4 separate regions of the Mus musculus genome follow, and all the other regions are linked to region 1. A link is a contact called in public promoter capture Hi-C data. All regions are on one chromosome and are shown on one strand. Each heading gives the region's core, a stretch centred on a gene start, on an enhancer-like site or on the middle of the called end of the contact. The rest is flanking DNA. Distances are from core to core; before and after follow the strand shown. Region 1 holds the start of Mrrf (mitochondrial ribosome recycling factor). Region 2 holds the start of Golga1 (golgi autoantigen, golgin subfamily a, 1). Region 3 holds the start of Rpl35 (ribosomal protein L35). Region 4 holds the start of Psmb7 (proteasome (prosome, macropain) subunit, beta type 7).

Region 1 (2,541 bases), core at 19-2,518:
GATCCAGGATAAGGAAGGAATTCCTTCTCTCAGCAGAGGCTGATCTTTGCTGGCAAGCAGCTGAAAGATGGCCATACTTTGACTGTAACATTCAAAAGGTGTGCTGAGACTTCATGGTGGTCCTGAGAAAAGGATAAAGGGTTATAGCACTGCCAAGAAGAATAAGAATAAGAAGGTTAAGTTGGCTGTGCTGAAATACTATAAAGTGGATGAAAATGTCCTCCTGATCAACATGGGGCTAGAGTGTTCATGGCTAGTTACCTTGACAGACATTACTGTGGTGAGTGTTGCCTGCCTTACTGCTTCAACAATCCAGAAGACAAGTAGTTGTGTGTGAGTTAATAAAAACACAGGAATGAGAAGGAAAAAAAAAAAAAAAAGCACCAAACTTTGAGATGGCCTAGGCAACTGTCCTGCTTCTAGTGCTTCCTAAGTATGTGATCTTAATCTGTAAAATGTGCCAGAGTCACGGGAATGATGAAGCACCATCGAAATGACAACTGTTTGCCCACTGGTCAGCAGAATGATGATTTTAAAAGCCCCAGGCATTCGACTCAGGCCTGGGTGGAATTCAAACTTCATCACTTGGGAGACGCGCGACCTTGGTAAAGACAGCGCTTGAGTTTTTGTTTCTTCATCACCACCGGGAATAATTACACCTCCGCGTGTAGGGTTGTTTGGAAAAGGCATTATTCCTGTCAGGTGACGTCTTAAGCATCAGGAACTATTTACCAAGTTCCCAGGCAAGGCTCTAAATGTCGGCTGAGTGACAATGGCCCCGCCCCACCCTTGTGAGCATAGAAGTCCCGCCCCCGGCCTTAAGGTCCAGCCGAACTCTGCTGAACCAGTCACGGATAGTATCCTAGCCCTACGAGGTCCCTCCGAGAGCCTAGAAAAGTGTCACCAGAGCTCGAATCCCGCCCACTCCTTGAGAGCCGACCCCCACACACACTCAAGGCCACTCACCAGCTACGGCCGGGACTATAGAGAAACACACGCGGGACAGCGGAGGTGCGGGCGTCATGACGTCACGGGCCAGCGCGGCGGCGCAGGCGTAGTGCGTCACGGGCGGCCAGGCGGCGAGCGGTGTTTCGGCAGAGGTAACCTCAGGTCCTTCGCTCGGACCCCAGCGTCGGAAGCTGCTTTCGGGGCATGAGCTGAGGGCACAGCTCTGAGGCTAGCAGGTGAGTACCCGAAGCTCAGTGCCATCCTGGCCGCGGGGCCTTGGCGAAAACCATCCTCACCCGCAGGCTTCTAGGCCCCGCCCCGGATTGTCCTGTCTCTGGCCGGAAATAACAATCCCATTAGTGACTTCGCTGCCAGGAATCGGGGTGCCGTGGTTGTTGGCCTGACCCCGTGGTTAACGTGTAAGAATAAGCGACCCCAGTCCCCTCCTGACTTTTAGAGTAGATACCGCTCAGCCGGGAGGAGTAGATTGGCATTTGTGAACATGTTACTCAAAGGAGTTGTCGCCTTTGCAACCCCCAAAAGACTTGATAGTCACATACTAACTTATTAGACTTTACTGTTTGTTTCTCAAAATTTCATGAGCTGAGCTGTCACATGTATATTCTTATTTAAAATGACCACGTGATGCAGGAATTTGTCTCCATCTCAGGAAAGAAGAGAATTGAAAATAGTGCCAACTCTGAGCCAGGCAGTGTACAATATGCTGGGCATAGAGAACCATGATCAAGGCCCTATGCCATAGGAGCTTTTATTATTTTAGAAACATAGGCAAAAAGTAAACTACTCATTGTGTTCACACACAGGAGCAGAGATCCTGAGGAAGATACCTAAGGGAGGGACTGTTACTAAAGGCACAGTAGTTGGAAAAGTTGATTTTGAGTCGAGTCTCTCTAGCCCCATGTCCTGTACTCTTCCTATTTATACATGGCCTCTTTGGCATGTTTAAGTATCTTTTTGGTGTTACAGTTGTTTTTAGACGTGAGAACATCAGAAGTTCTAGCATTCAAATCCAGCATTCTCAGTCTGAAGTAGTGCAACCCCCAGTCACACAGCTTTCTCAGTGTTGGGTGAGTTCTCAGCATGGTTCTGAAGGCATTAGGGGTAGAATTTGGCAGAGCTACAGACTTTAATGAGGTACTCTCCTCATAAGGGAACTAAACTGAAGAGTCGTTAAATGATAGTGCCTGTCTCAGTATCTGTCAATTACTTCAATATTTTGCCGTTTTTAAATTTAGTTCTCTTTTTCAAAAATATCCGAGAATGGAGAGTATTTCGTACAAGGCAGAGCTTGAGGCACTTCTAGATACAGAAGATACATGTTTTGGTTTGGGGGTTTGGGTTTTTGTTTTTTTTGTTTTTTTTTCCTAGGAGGGAGGTCTGAAGTCTGGTATAGGCAGCTATCGTCTCTGTCCCTTTACCTTTCCTTTATCATATTGTATATTTATTAAAATTTCATTTTTCATCTATAAACTCTTTTTTTTCTTCTCAGCAACCTTAACTAATTAGGAAAGCAGGATTTATCTTTACAGATCTTTTAGGTTTATTAACTCTGTGTGTATGAGCCTGTCCTGG
Region 2 (2,541 bases), core at 24-2,523, 2.9 Mb before region 1:
TTGTATCATTTGACTTGAACATTTGTAAAAGTCTTGTCTGTGGTGTTTCTAAATTGCTTAAACCATACATTCTCTTAAGGATTTTAATTTGCTTTTGTTCTTTTCCAACAGTCATTTTCTGGTTTTGTCTGTTACAGTAAACATTTTATAGACCTTAGGAATTGTCAAGTTCTTGAACATTTATTTTCTTGAGTTGATCACTTAACTCTTGTGTATGTGATTTGTCATAAACAATTAGAGCCTTTCACTTCTTCACTACATGAATTTCAGAGTAAACACTGTGATTCTACAGAGCAGATTCCATAGGCGTTCCAATATTCTTAACTGTTACACAGTGCCTGTCACTTTGAGGGCACATAAATACTAGGATGGAAAATAAAACGTTGTTTTGATGTTTGTTAAATAACAAGATTACAGAATATCTGTGGGGTTTTTTTTGTTTTTTGTGGTCAGTGTAATAAAGAATTTTGCATTGATAAATATTCTCTAGGAATGTGTATACATTCATCTAGTGTGAACTCTTGTAAATGAATTTTGTATCTTGAATCACGTATATATTAAGTGTATCATCAATATAAAAATAAACATTATTTGCTTAAAGTTTTGTGTATTTCTTTAGTATTGACAGTTGTTTCCTTGTTTGGGGTAAATCTTAGGCGCTTTAGCTGTCTTGAGTTACAGATTAACGCGTATAACTATTTTGTAGATTGAGATTACTGTTTATAAAGTATTTGTTTTCTCCCTAACTGGTTGCTACAACTGGGACAAGAGGAAACTGGAATAGATGGAATCAACAAAACAGGCTGGGGTTGCTTCTAGGGCAGGACTGAAGTTGCTATAATGTACAATGCGTAGCTTGAAACTTGAGAAATACGAAAATCTTACTTGGGCAGAACTAGGATAAAAGGTTCTAGAAACTTCTTTCAGTTGTATGAAACATGATCGACAGCAACTCGGATTGAGAGGTGCCCGGTGTCGTTTTTTTGAGCATAGACTTTCCTGTAGCCCCAAAGCTGGCCCTGGGGTACCGCACGCCACGGGGCTCCTCCCTCTTCAGAAGGGAAGGTGCCGATCCAGGGCGGCCAGATTGCGGTGCCTCTCGCTGACGTGTCAGTGGCCGGCCAACACAGGTAGAGGTGCCCGCGCCCGGTAGCCGTTTCAGCCCAACGGCACAAGCACCCCCGCTTGCGCGCCGCTGAATCGCACACGGGCGCATGCGCGCGCTGAGAACCAAGCCGACGCGCTGCCACTTCCGGCGCGCGGCAAACGTGCGGTTCCGGGTCGGTGCTCGGCTCGTCGGCCTGAGGTGGGGGCCAAGCGCCCTCGAGAGTCCGCGGAGGCGTGGCTGCTCCCACACAGCAAGTGCACTACTGGAGTCCCTGGACGCAAGTAGGCCTCCCTCTCTCCCATGGCCTCCGGCGCTCTACCGCGAGGTGGGGACACAATGGACCCCAACCCAGGGCTGGGGACGGTGCCAGGGGACTCGGGGCGAAGGCTGCCCCCTTGGCCTGGGGGTCTGGAGCTGCCCTGCGCGACCTAAGCCAAGCCGCCACTCTTTTCAGGGGCGCAGTCTCCCTACTGTCAAACAGAGGTTGAGCCCCTCCCTTGGTTGACAGCCCTAGTAGGGCTGCGCCTCCAGAGCGAGCCAGAGGGAGTGGGATCCAAAACGCGGTGACCTGCACCTCTGAACCGTAACCATCTGTCAGAACTTTGCTGTCGTTCTAGCAACTTAGTGCGAGTAAGGGCTCAGGGACCAGACCACAAGCCTGACCAGCTGTGAGAATCGGCTGAAAACTAAATATTGTCACTGGGAAGCCGGCAACTAATTCGAGATGTTTTGCTCAGAACTCCTAGGGAGACATGAGTGTTGGCACCAGTGCTAGAAGAAATTCTTTCTGCTTAAAGGTGGAAATTCTTAGGCTGCCCACTGGGACTGAGGAGCGTCTCACTGACAGTAGTACAATAGTGGCCAGGTGTATTTGCCCACTTATTCAGCCCTGCCCCCCCCCCCTTCTTTTGTCCCTCTCCCGCTGAACGTTTTCATCCGGCACTTGAAATATCCAACCTATTTTATCTTTGTTTTTACACAGGGCAGTGACTTTGACCTCCATACTCTTTTAAATATAGTAGATAAGACAGGTGAGTACAGTGGTTTACAGATATTGGGGGTAAAGTTTTGAAGGATTTCATAGGCTTAATGGCTAACCTGAAGTGGTAAGGCGTCATCTGTCATCTTACAACAGAGTGTATCCTGCACAGACGTGAAAAGATAAGGTTGAAACAGAACAGTAGGAGTTTGCTTTATTTTGTTTTGTTTTGGTTTTTGTTTGGTTTTTTGTTGTTGTTGTTGTTGTTGTTGTTGTTGTTTTGGTTTTTCGAGACAGGGTTTCTCTGTGTAGCCCTGGCTGCTGTCTTCGAACTCTCTCTGTAAACCAGGCTGGCCTCGAACTCAGAAATCCGCCTGCCTCTGCCTCCCAAGGGCTGGGATTAAAGTCGTGAGCCACCACCACCCGGCCTGTTTTGTTTTTGAGACAAGATCTC
Region 3 (2,541 bases), core at 26-2,525, 2.9 Mb before region 1:
AACATCGTCTGCTTTGTTCTGATCTAGATGCTAGCGGTCTGTCTGGGACTGTAGGCAAAGGGTCATGTGCACTTTAACCATGTTATAATTTCCCCAATCTTTACATATCAGGTCTTGGCTGGGAGCTTTGCAGGTTTTCAGTTTAGTTCCTCTAATCCTCAAAGATACACTAACCGGAGACGCGAAGGGACTTGCCAAGATATAAACTGGTACTAGCAATAAAGCAAGACTCTGTTTCGGAGCTTTTATTTATTCTTGTATCAGTGCCGGGAATGCACACAGCTTTGTGCATGCCAGGGAAACACTACCACGGAACTAAGCTACCAGCACGATTTGGAATCTCTCTGGAGACGGTTTCATTAATATATCTTGGTGTAATAAAGAAGGCTTGAACTCCGGATCCTCCTTTTCCACTGCCTGGGCGCTGTGACACCGTGCCCAGACCTAAAGCAATAATCAGAAATCCCACAAAAGTCTGGGGATGAGATTTGTACTACTACATACCATCTCCGCAAATTCTTGCTGGATGACTTTATTGTTACCCTTGCCAGGTGGTGGCGCACTTTGGATACCAAACTTGGGTACAAAACAAGTCCAGGAGATAGGTAGGTAGGTAGGTAGATAGATAGATAGATAGATAGATAGATAGATAGATAGATAGATAGATAGATAGATAGATAGATAGATATGGAGGCCTTGTATTTAAAAAAGAAAAGAAGAAAAAAAGGATAGCGAGATGGTTAGGTCGAACCTGACCACTTGCGTTCGACGTTCGAGCGCCGAACAGTGGAAGAAGAGAACTCCCACAGGTTGTTCTCCAACCTCCATGCTCGCTGGCTCTCTCACATACACTTGCGAGGCATTGTGGCACTTGTACTGTCAGCATTAGGAAGCGATTTAGAATAAGACCTTGTCTCAAACTTTTAAAGAAAACCCTCACACCTCATGCCCTCCGCACCCTGACACCACCCGCGGCTAGCTCAGCCCCGCACAGACCAGAGAACTTCAAGCTTCCGAATAAAACCGAGGGAACAGAAGAACTGCAGCCTTCTCTGCGCTGCCTCCAGCCAGCCCGGTGTTGCTCATCGCGAGACTCAGTTTCCCCAGCTGGGTCGCTTAGAGACCAGCCAACCTTAGGAAGGCAGGACTTCCGGGAAGCGGAGGGCACCACGGCCGCGGCTGCGCAGGGGCGGAGCGGGCCTCCCAAACCGCGACGCTATTGGCCGTGCCCGGCGCCACCCGGCAGTAGTTGAGGAAGTCGGCCCCGCCCTTTCCTCTTTCTCTCGAACCAGGCTGCTTCAGCCGTGAACAACGCCGAAATGGTGAGGCTGCGGGAATCGGGTGCCATCGGTCGCCGGGGACACGTGGGGACAGTGGCGCGGGGCGCGGGGCGGACGGGGGGAACTCAGAGAGCAGCGGGGGCCGGCTCAGGCTGCCCGCCCTCGCTTACGCCGCGGCCTCTGGCGCACCGTCCCTCCTGGGTCGGCCGGGGACGAAGCGGGAGCTCCGTGACCCATAGAGTCGCTCCTCATTGCAGGCCAAGATTAAGGCTCGGGACCTGCGCGGCAAGAAGAAGGAGGAGCTGTTGAAACAACTGGACGATCTGAAGGTGGAATTGTCCCAGCTTCGGGTCGCCAAAGTGACAGGCGGCGCCGCGTCCAAGCTCTCCAAGATGTAAGTGGGCCTTGAGGTCCCAGCTGGGTGCTTCCCCTTCCCTGCCTTGGCCCCTTGAGCCATTTCCCCTCGACTGTCCTTGGCCAACTACTGTGGTGAGAGAATAGGGCATTCCTTGAAGGGCCATGGTGGTGCCGCCTCACATGGGTTGTAGTACGGCTGGAAGCAAGTGGTGACGACAAGGGAGGGAAACTTGAAAAGAGACGCTGAGCCCATGTGTTCCAGTCACGAGTTGATCTCTTATCACCATGACTAAAATCAGCTGTTCGTGGCCTCTGCCTGGCTTCAATGTCCTCTCTTCACACCTGTTCTCTTTTCTCCAATTTGTGATTCCTTACACTGAACTAGGTAACTTGAAGGCATGGTCTCAGTCTCTGGCCTTTGGGATAAGTTCTTGGGCCAAATCTGCATTAAGTGTCCACGTCTATCTGTTGACAAACCTGTCCTTATCTCTAGATTTCCCTCCTGGGTGGCAGAAATGAGGGCCTTGTGTTGGAGGGGTTAATGTGCCTACCTGATCTTCACTGCCATCTATTTTTATAGACGAGTCGTTCGCAAGTCTATCGCCCGAGTCCTCACTGTTATTAACCAGACTCAAAAAGAAAACCTCAGGAAATTCTACAAGGTGAGCACTGGCCAGGAACTGTTGTGGAAAGGGTATAGGGTACAAGGGACTGGAGGACTGGGCCTCAGTAAGCTCCCATTATGTGGCTGAGTTTGCCCAGTTACCAGCTTCCCGAACTGACAGGAGTTCTTGGTGTCAAAGGGTCAGATGTGGCTGGTCAGGGTGGCGCAAGCCTTTAATCTCAGCACTCAGAAAACCAAACCCAAAAAAAAAGTCGGATGTGAGGGTGGACTGGACACTAG
Region 4 (2,541 bases), core at 28-2,527, 2.5 Mb before region 1:
AGTTTAAAAATATTTTCCTGACTTCCGCAGCAAGCCTCACATTTCCATCAGTAGAAGATTTTCTTAAAATTACATAACACTGCACTCATAGTGCTGGGTAACATTATGAATTCTGTGCCCATAAACAATCCAGTGCCTCTCCTTCAGCCTTAACAACTACTGATTCACTTTATGCTTCTGCAGATTTGCCTATTTTGAGATACTTCATACAAATGGAACTCTCTAAGGCTGGGGAGATGGCCCAGAGGGAAGATGACTGAAAGAGTAAAGTGGAGAGTGGTGGAGGACTCCCAACATTAACCATACACCCACATGTACCCACAGGCATGTGAACATGATTACCACATGAATGTATAGTATATCACATGTGAATGTAATTATACAATGTGGTTCTTCTTCTCCATGCCTAGTCTCTTTATATTTAGCAAATTGTTTTCCAGGGTCACCCCTGATTTAGTAGGTATCACATTCCCTTCCCTTTTACGGCCTAATACTGTTTCACTGTGCTGATATTCCACATTTTGTTTACTCATTCATCCGTCAATGGGCATTTGTGTTGTTTCCCGATTTGCCTGTTAGGTACCTGGTTGCTATGCTCATTTGCCTAGAAGCATCTGTGAACTTAGCTTTCCAGTTCTTCTGGGTAGGTATGACAGTGATAATTTTGGTTTAAGATCCAGTTCGTTTTCCGGAGCAGATGACCGTTTTATATTCCCACCTGTCACAGAGAGTTTTTCTCTGTCCAACTCCAGTCATTGTAGTGGGTCCAAAGCAGTGTCTCACTGGGGGCTTGGGGTTGCCTTGTCCTCGTGACTCAGGGCACGAAACGTCTTTCCATGTGTCTGTTTGCCTTTCTGAGGAAGGTGAAAGCTCCGTTACACACTAACAGTAGGAAATAAGGGAGTTGAAAGGGATTTGCTCAGCGGCTTTGCCTGGACCTGGGGTGTGTGGATGTCCCTGATACACGCCGGATTCTAGTTTAACCGCAGAAACAGATCTGGTCTGAGCGTCAGGAGATTTGGTTATTGGGGGAATTTTATTATCTGATTTAACAAATTCCATCCCTTCGGCTGATCGTCAGTTTCCCCTTCCCAGGACTTGAGGCAAAACTACTTCAAAGACCCAAGCCTCTCTAGGAAGTGAGAACTCAAGAACTCTATGTCCAAGAGCGCCAGTTCGAAGTTTGCCCCGCCCTCTCGTCCCGGTCTCTCGCGGCGCCGGAAGTGCTAAGTTCTTTTTTTGTCGCTCCGCCCTCGGCCCGGAAACACTTTCTTGGCAAGATGGCGGCTGTGTCGGTGTTTCAGCCACCGGTCGGAGGCTTTTCTTTTGATAATTGTCGCAGGTGTGTTCATGCCCGGGGGCGCGATCGGGACCCGAGTGGGAACTCTGTACGCCGGATCGGAACTGGGCTGCGGCCGGGGTCGGGGGCGTGAGGCGAGCGTGGGGATGGTGCCCGCGGCCGTGTGACTCAGGGAATCGGGCCCCAGCGCGGGCTGCTTCTGAGGCCGGCGCGGCCCTCTCCCCTTGCCAGTGTGTAAGGATTTGGACTTTCCTGTGGCTTTGGAGGGATTGGGTCACCGCCCCGATCTGTAATTCCTCGCCGATGGTGCTAATAATGGGAGAATCCAGTGATCACACTGGGGTGGAAGAAAATTGAGTTCCTTCCTAAGCACCCACTCTTCTCGCCAGTGGTCTTGTCCTCTAACACTTGATTTCTGTGCCTTCCCTTAGGAATGCTGTCTTGGAAGCGGATTTCGCAAAAAAGGGGTTCAAGCTCCCGAAAGCTCGGAAAACTGGCACTACCATCGCGGGGGTGGTGTATAAGGTAAGCCTAGACAGGCCGACCGTAGCGGTAACTGACCTATTAACCGTAGTTAGACCACTTGGACTCAAGCTTCCAGCTAGAACTGTCAGAGTGCATCATGAGAATCGGCTTTTATTAGGGAATGCCTTGATCAAGAGGTTTTACATGTTAAATAGTTTGTATTTACTCATTTTGAAGTTTTACACATGAGGGCAATTTGGCTTTTCCTAAGGTACTCTAGGAAGCAGGATGCTACAATGGGAAAGCACAGAATTTGGGATTAATTGGTTTGTTTAGATGTTTAATGCTTCCATACTGTTTCTAGTGAACTACTTGGGCAGTTTAGTCCCCCCCCCCCCCCCCCCCTTTGAGACAGGGTCTCATTATATAGCCCCGATTGTTGTAGATCAGGCTGCTTTAAACTAGAAATTTACCTGCTTCTGCCTCCACAACGTTGGGAGAGCCACTCTGCCCTCAGCCTTTTTTTTTTTTTTTTACAGAGTTAAATCTCTATCCATCAAATGGAGATAAATCCTGAAATAAACTGTAAAGATAATAAAGGCTAGCGATTAATGTTGTTAGTGGGGTGAAGAGAGTCACATTTCAAAAACTAATAGAGGTGACTGTTTCCTAAATTTTCTCTGTGTATGTGCTTGTACATATGCTATGGGACAAGTGTAGAGGTCAGAGAACAACTTGGTGGAGTCCATTCTGAGCTTCATGTGGCTTCTTACAAT

What was found. Capture Hi-C pulls out chosen DNA fragments and counts their contacts.
Region 2: a contact with region 1 is called in a promoter capture Hi-C map of adipose tissue, with 4 times the contacts expected there. The contact joins the promoter of Golga1 here to the promoter of Mrrf in region 1. A contact is called at or near these places in 2 of 39 promoter capture datasets (the 3T3-L1 cell line and embryonic stem cells), 1 of 484 Hi-C or Micro-C datasets (CD8 T cells), 1 of 115 datasets of contacts at active chromatin or transcription factors (astrocytes) and 2 of 9 other capture datasets (adipose tissue and liver).
Region 3: a contact with region 1 is called in a promoter capture Hi-C map of adipose tissue, with 2.3 times the contacts expected there. The contact joins the promoter of Rpl35 here to the promoter of Mrrf in region 1. A contact is called at or near these places in 6 of 39 promoter capture datasets (the 3T3-L1 cell line, cranial neural crest, liver and 2 more) and 1 of 9 other capture datasets (adipose tissue).
Region 4: a promoter capture Hi-C map of adipose tissue shows a contact between it and region 1, with 4 times the contacts expected there. The contact joins the promoter of Psmb7 here to the promoter of Mrrf in region 1. A contact is called at or near these places in 1 of 39 promoter capture datasets (pre-B cells), 2 of 484 Hi-C or Micro-C datasets (CD4 T cells and regulatory T cells) and 2 of 9 other capture datasets (adipose tissue and liver).

What each region holds. Positions count from the first base shown.
Region 1 is chr2:36,135,125-36,137,665 of GRCm38.p6, reverse strand. Mrrf (mitochondrial ribosome recycling factor) reads right to left here and starts at 1,268. Exons shown (of 7, transcript NM_026422.2): 1 at 967-1,268. It overlaps Rbm18 (RNA binding motif protein 18), which reads left to right and starts at 962. Exons shown (of 6, transcript NM_026434.4): 1 at 962-1,184.
Region 2 is chr2:39,064,273-39,066,813 of GRCm38.p6, reverse strand. Golga1 (golgi autoantigen, golgin subfamily a, 1) reads left to right here and starts at 1,273. Exons shown (of 23, transcript NM_029793.2): 1 at 1,273-1,433; 2 at 2,091-2,139. It overlaps Scai (suppressor of cancer cell invasion), which reads left to right. Exons shown (of 18, transcript NM_178778.3): 18 at 1-600.
Region 3 is chr2:39,003,865-39,006,405 of GRCm38.p6, reverse strand. Rpl35 (ribosomal protein L35) reads left to right here and starts at 1,275. Exons shown (of 4, transcript NM_025592.3): 1 at 1,275-1,322; 2 at 1,538-1,674; 3 at 2,218-2,299. The coding sequence starts at 1,320.
Region 4 is chr2:38,642,642-38,645,182 of GRCm38.p6, reverse strand. It overlaps Psmb7 (proteasome (prosome, macropain) subunit, beta type 7), which reads left to right and starts at 1,277. Exons shown (of 8, transcript NM_011187.1): 1 at 1,277-1,342; 2 at 1,732-1,825. The coding sequence starts at 1,281.